Linked DNA regions of Mus musculus: region 1 is linked to region 2. Evidence: chromatin contacts called from public HiChIP or PLAC-seq data. All regions are on one chromosome and are shown on one strand. Each heading gives the region's core, a stretch centred on a gene start, on an enhancer-like site or on the middle of the called end of the contact. The rest is flanking DNA. Distances are from core to core; before and after follow the strand shown. Region 1 overlaps Arhgap22 (Rho GTPase activating protein 22). Region 2 overlaps Arhgap22 (Rho GTPase activating protein 22).

Region 1 (2,700 bases), core at 201-2,700, 75 kb after region 2:
CTCATGAGATGTCTGTTTTGAAACAAAGGATTTCACCTATAGAAAAAAAATACTAGTAACTCAAACACTTTTAGTGGGAGCAGCATTGTTCTGGAGTGTTCCAGAAAGATAGCAGATTGAGACTTTCATCAACTTGGCATCCACCGTTCCTGCTGACTTTAGACAAATGGACATGGGGGCCACCGTGGCAGATGGAGGGGGTTGCTGTCCCAGGCAGATAGTGTCTCCCCCCACCCAGAATTCATGCCTGCTGGCACCTTGGTCTGACCTTATTTGGAAGTAGGGTGCTTACATATACAATTAGCTGAACTGAATTCAAGCTGGACAGACCCTAAATCCAGTGCCTGGAATCCTTGTGGGGAGGCAGGGGACACAGTGACAGAAAACCTTTTGGGAGTGGAGACAGAGACTGCAGCCTACTCCAAAAAATGCTAAGGAAGGAAGGAAGCCACAAGAGGCTGTAGGAGGCAAGGAAGGATGCTTCTCTAGAGACTCAGAGGCCGCAGGTCCTACCGACATCTTGCAGCTCTCTGCTCTTCAGATCTCTCACAGAGTCAGGAGTTTTAAGCCACACAGTGTGTGGGTACACATTATGGCAGCCCTCTGTACCACAGTGGACTTGAGAATGGCCCCTGCCCTCGACACTGCACTTTGCCGCAGACACCAGTTGTCTGACCTTGGAGCCCTCAGCACACGTTCAGGAACTGAAACTAAGAAGACAGAGCCCCTCTTCCTACTGTTCTCCCATAGTGGGATCTCAGTCTTCCCGGGCTCCTCTCTGCCCAGTGCTTCCTGCCATGCTACAACCATCACTCTACCTGCAGCATCACCCGGAGCCTCTGAGACCCGCCCTGAGATCCCAAGGCTTAGGGGAAGGGGTAGAGATGTAGGCATCTAAGAGGCTCATGGGAGGACCTGCTGCTTCTTAGCTGTGTACACCACTCAATGCCCTGAGCCTCCTTGTTAAGAGCTGCGGATGGAACACTGCCTAGCACAAAGCAGGTGCTTGGTGCATGGGAGAGCCTTCCTTAGTCTGCTTTGGAGGTGAAAGGAAAAGTAGGGGCTCAGGACCCCCAAGACCAAGTTCTCAGCACAAAGGAGATGCATGTGCCCCAGAGAGACAGAGAGCAGGGAGTAAGAGACATGGGCAGGAAACAAAGGAAGAGGGAGAAGAGGAAGGGGACAAGGGAGAAGGGAGAAGAGGTATTTTTGTCCCATCGTGGATAGGTACTGGATAGACAGGAGACAGACTTGACACATAGGAAAATGGCAGTTTATAAAGGTAAAAGGGAAACCCTGTGTTAGGATGAGGCATGCTAATTAGTTGAACCAAAGGAGGCTTCTGATTGCTGGACTTCAATACTTTGCTAGCTGGACTTTGGTAGTCAGCCTCAGGAGGAGGAAGTGTCCAAATAAGGGAATAGACCTTGGTAGCTAGCTTTAGGAATGTAATCTAACGGTTTTTAGCAAGGCAGAGGGAATCAGGGAAAAGAGCAAGGCCTGCCAGAAGCATGCTCGCCACGCTTGAGCTGGCTAGAGTCCCTTCCGGAGGTTGCTATAACTTAGTGTTGTACAGTGGGTAACAGTATTTACTTAGCTCTTGGTTCTGGAGTCTGGGAAGACTTTAGTTAGGGTTCTCTGGAGTAAAAGAATTTATAGAATGAATCTCTCTCTCTCTCTCTCTCTCTCTCTCTCTCTCTCTCTGTGTGTGTGTGTGTGTGTGTGTGTGTGTGTGTGTGTGTGTGTGTGTGTGTGTGTGTGACTTATGGGCTGTGGTACAGCTATGGCAACAGTGGCTGTCTGTGAAAGGAAAGTCCAAGAATCCAGTAGTCTCTCAGTTCACCAGACTGGATGTCTCAGTTCATCTTCAGTTTATGCTGGAATTCCAAAGAAGTAGGCTCTGATGCGAGTGAAGGGGTGGACTTGCTAGCAAGGCAAGAGCAAGCAGGCAAAGAATAAAAGCTTCCTTTTCCATGTCCTAACATAGGCTCCTAGCAGAAGGTGTGGTCCAGGTGAGAGGTGTATGTTTTCAGTTCAAAATATCCGGATTAAAGATGCGCCTTCCTATCTCAAAGATCCAGATTAGAAGCGGATCATCCTACTTCAAGTTATGCAAAGTCTCCCACAGGGAGGCCTACCACGTGAGGGTTTTAGTTAATTCCAGATGACGTCAGGTTGATGGCCCAGAACACTAGTTGACATTGACACATGACAGTGCATAACCGCCGTGCTCAGCCTCTGCTGAGGACCTCCCACAGCATCTTACGCAGCAGCCTACGTGGTAAAGGCATCTCGTGGTGAGACAGAGGGACTATGCTGGCTCTAGCCTATGTTGCTCTTCCATTTTATGTTTGTGTACATGTGTGTACTTGTGTGGCACGCATGGGTGGAGGTTGACATTGGATGTCTTCATTATTTGTTCTCTACCTTATTTATTTATTTATTTATTTATTTTTGATTCAGGCTCTTTCACTGTACCTGAAGCTCATAGATTCTGATAGATTTGCTGACCTGCAAGCCCCAAACCTTCTTGCCTCAATCTCCCCTTAGTGCTGGAATTAGAACTGTGCCTAGCTGATATGTGGGTTCTGGGGATCGAACTCAGGTCCTAGCCTTGCACAACAAGTACTTGATTGATTGAGCCTCTTCCTGGCCCTTCTTCCTGTTCTTATGAAGGCACTAATCCCACCCTGAGGTGCC
Region 2 (2,700 bases), core at 99-2,598:
ATCCATCTCTCCACAGTCCTGAGTTCCCGATCCGCACATAGCACCCGCATACTCCAAACCCTGCTGCGGCGGTCCCTGGCCCCATCCTCAAGAGCTGGCTTGTTTGAAAGATGACAGCTGCCTTTTGCACATCTGTCTTGTGTTCTCAGATTCTCCAATATCCATGAGGTTTCTAACAATTCAGTTCTTGAGCTGAACTATCCAGGGTGAGCACATAGCCTGTGGGGCTGTAGACTAGACTCAGACTCACAGAACCACCCTGACTCCTGGGGTCCATCACGAGGTGCCTTGGTCACCTACGCTTCTGTCCTCTCAGCTCCTTATCCAAGGATTCCCTCCACCCCTCTCAGCTTCAATAACTCACTGGGACAACTCACAAAATTCAATAATTTGTTGATTTATTGTAAGAGGTACATCCCTGGACAACCCGATCGTAGAGACAATAGAGCAAGGGCTGTGGGGGAGGGGGAGGAGCTGCCACACCTCCTCGGGATATGCCAGGCACCCAGAACCAACCAAAATGCTCCCTGAAGGAACTTTCATTAAGGGATGCTATACTCACATCCTAGGTGCCTAGGTGTGACTGACCAGGTCAGACCACTCATCATGGTGGTTAAATTGAGCCCCTCCCCTCAACTAGTCACCTAGTTGGTTTATCTGGCAACCTGACCCCACTCTTCCAGAATCACTCCATTAACAGAAACTCCAGTGCCAGGCCACACAATCCTGATGACCTGAATTCGGTCCCCAAAACCCAAATAAAAGTGGATAGTGAGAACCAACTCCACAAACTTGTCTTCTGACCTCCACCTCCCATGTGTGCCTGTGCATATCACACACACACACACACACACACACACACACACACACACACACACACACACACAAGAATAAACAAAATAAAAAAGTGTTTAAAGACACAGGAGCCTTTGAGAAGCAAAAGACCACCCCCCACCCCCCATCATTCAGAAGCTTCCAATGAGAGCCACGCCAGGGATAAAGCATAAAGACTCATCTTGAGTGTCTCCTGTTAGAGCCCTCATTGCCTGGGAAGTGATGGGTGAGACTCCCTCACAACCCTGCTAGACGGTATTCAGAGCCTTATTTTAAAGAAGGAACAGGTAATGGACAAGGCCCAGCCATGCTCGACAGTGTCCAGCGGGCTTTGGATGTCAGTGCTGGCTCAAGATGAGTAACTGAGAGCTACTCACACGGCCCAACAGTAAAAAATAAATTTAAAACAATCTTGTTTTGCATGGAGAGAGAAAAGCCACCCTCACCACTAATAGTTTCAAGAAGTGGCATTCTGTGATCACTTTGACTTCCTCTGAGTAGTATGAGAGCTAATGAGTCCCAGGGGACATGCTGTGCTGGCTTCCTCTTCAGGGCCGTGCGCCTGTGGACACTGCTGACTTTTAGCCTGCTAACAGGAGCTTGGTGTTTGGGCCCACATTTTATAAGCATCCAGGAAACCCTCTTACTACCAAATCCTATGAAGGGCGAGAGGTGAAACCAGACTTGGACCCCAGAAACTGGTCTGAGATGCAAGATTGTACATCTAACTCATAATTATTATGATACAATATCTTTTCCTAAGGGATCCAGTGGGAGTCCTGGGCATACACATACACCCACTCAAATCTGCTGTTGGCCAGCCCTCTTTCTGCTGTGCAATGCCCCAGGTCTCTACGTCCCTTGCTGGGTGGGAGAGTAGCAGCCCCACCCTGAAGGACATCGGAGCATCCATCCAAAGATGGTGAGTGCAGAAGAGGAATGCCAATCTCATTGTCAGGGACCAAAAAGGGCCCAGGCAGTCTTCAGAGGTGATCAGACAATGTCACCTAGCGGGAGGTCCCTGGCTTAGGTCACTGAGACATAGTTTGTAAGTAGCCATCCGGGTCCAAAGGTTTTCGGTCTCTTGAAAATGAGGTTTCCTCTTGCCATCTATTGAAATTTGAACCACACATTAGCATCTCCAAAATGCACTGGAGGGCTCACTAGACCTAAAGTCCTTTTTCCATTTCTCAGTATGAGCATGTTGAATAAATCTTTCTCCACTTTTCATTTTAAAATTTTTAATAAAATAAAAATATAGGGCCTAGAGAGAGGCCTCATTAATTAAGAGCACTGGCTGCTCTTCTAGAGAACCAGGGTTCAATTCCTAGCACCCAGATGGCAGCTCACAAGTGTCTGTAACTTCAGTTCCAGGGAATCCAACAGACATACATGCAGGCAGAACACTAATGCACATAAAATAAAAAATGAATTGTTTAAAAATACACACACACATACATACATACATACATACATACATACATACATACATACATACATACATACATGGGGATGGTGTTTCTGGCCTGGGCCAAATTTTAAGGAAGCAGGGATGGTCTGCTGGCATTAAACTTTCAGACTTTCTGCTCCTTGCTCCTAAGGCACTCTGGGACCCCATGGCCTGAGCATGTTTCAGAGTTTATACCATAAACTATATCCCCACTGCCCCATCTTGCTTTAGATGGGTCTCTGATCACATCTTGCCTAAACCACTCCCACCCTCTGCTCACCATCCCTGCATGGTCAGTGGAGGCAGTTTGCCTGTGTGAGGGCCACGCTGGGATAGAAGCTGCAGCCTTGTTTGGAAGGATGAGGCCAGTGACGGAGCTGCTGACCCTCTCACTGAGGCGGTGGACGAAGTCTGGC

The links. HiChIP or PLAC-seq counts read pairs in DNA pulled down with a chosen protein or histone mark.
Region 1: an H3K27ac HiChIP or PLAC-seq map of microglia shows a contact between it and region 2, with 4 times the contacts expected there. The contact joins two enhancer-like sites. A contact is called at or near these places in 3 of 15 datasets of contacts at CTCF or cohesin (the NIH/3T3 cell line and pro-B cells), 20 of 484 Hi-C or Micro-C datasets (DN3 thymocytes, the N1E-115 cell line, the Patski cell line and 13 more), 9 of 115 datasets of contacts at active chromatin or transcription factors (bone marrow-derived dendritic cells, bone marrow-derived macrophages, embryonic basal ganglia and 5 more) and 3 of 9 other capture datasets (adipose tissue, liver and pancreatic islet).

Annotation. Positions count from the first base shown.
Region 1 is chr14:33,309,436-33,312,135 of GRCm38.p6, forward strand. The region is part of intron 4 of Arhgap22 (Rho GTPase activating protein 22); the gene reads left to right. Among named protein-coding and RNA genes, the nearest start is that of Gm41130, 79 kb to the left of the region's middle. Within about 2 kb of position 1,451, at least 24 of the 459 cell types and tissues checked have an H3K27ac peak or open chromatin away from gene starts, as enhancers often do. A contact at or near this core is called in adipose tissue, bone marrow-derived macrophages and microglia, where this site is marked.
Region 2 is chr14:33,234,518-33,237,217 of GRCm38.p6, forward strand. All of the region lies in intron 2 of Arhgap22 (Rho GTPase activating protein 22), which reads left to right. Among named protein-coding and RNA genes, the nearest start is that of Gm41130, 3.9 kb to the left of the region's middle. Within about 2 kb of position 1,349, at least 23 of the 459 cell types and tissues checked have an H3K27ac peak or open chromatin away from gene starts, as enhancers often do. A contact at or near this core is called in adipose tissue, bone marrow-derived macrophages and microglia, where this site is marked.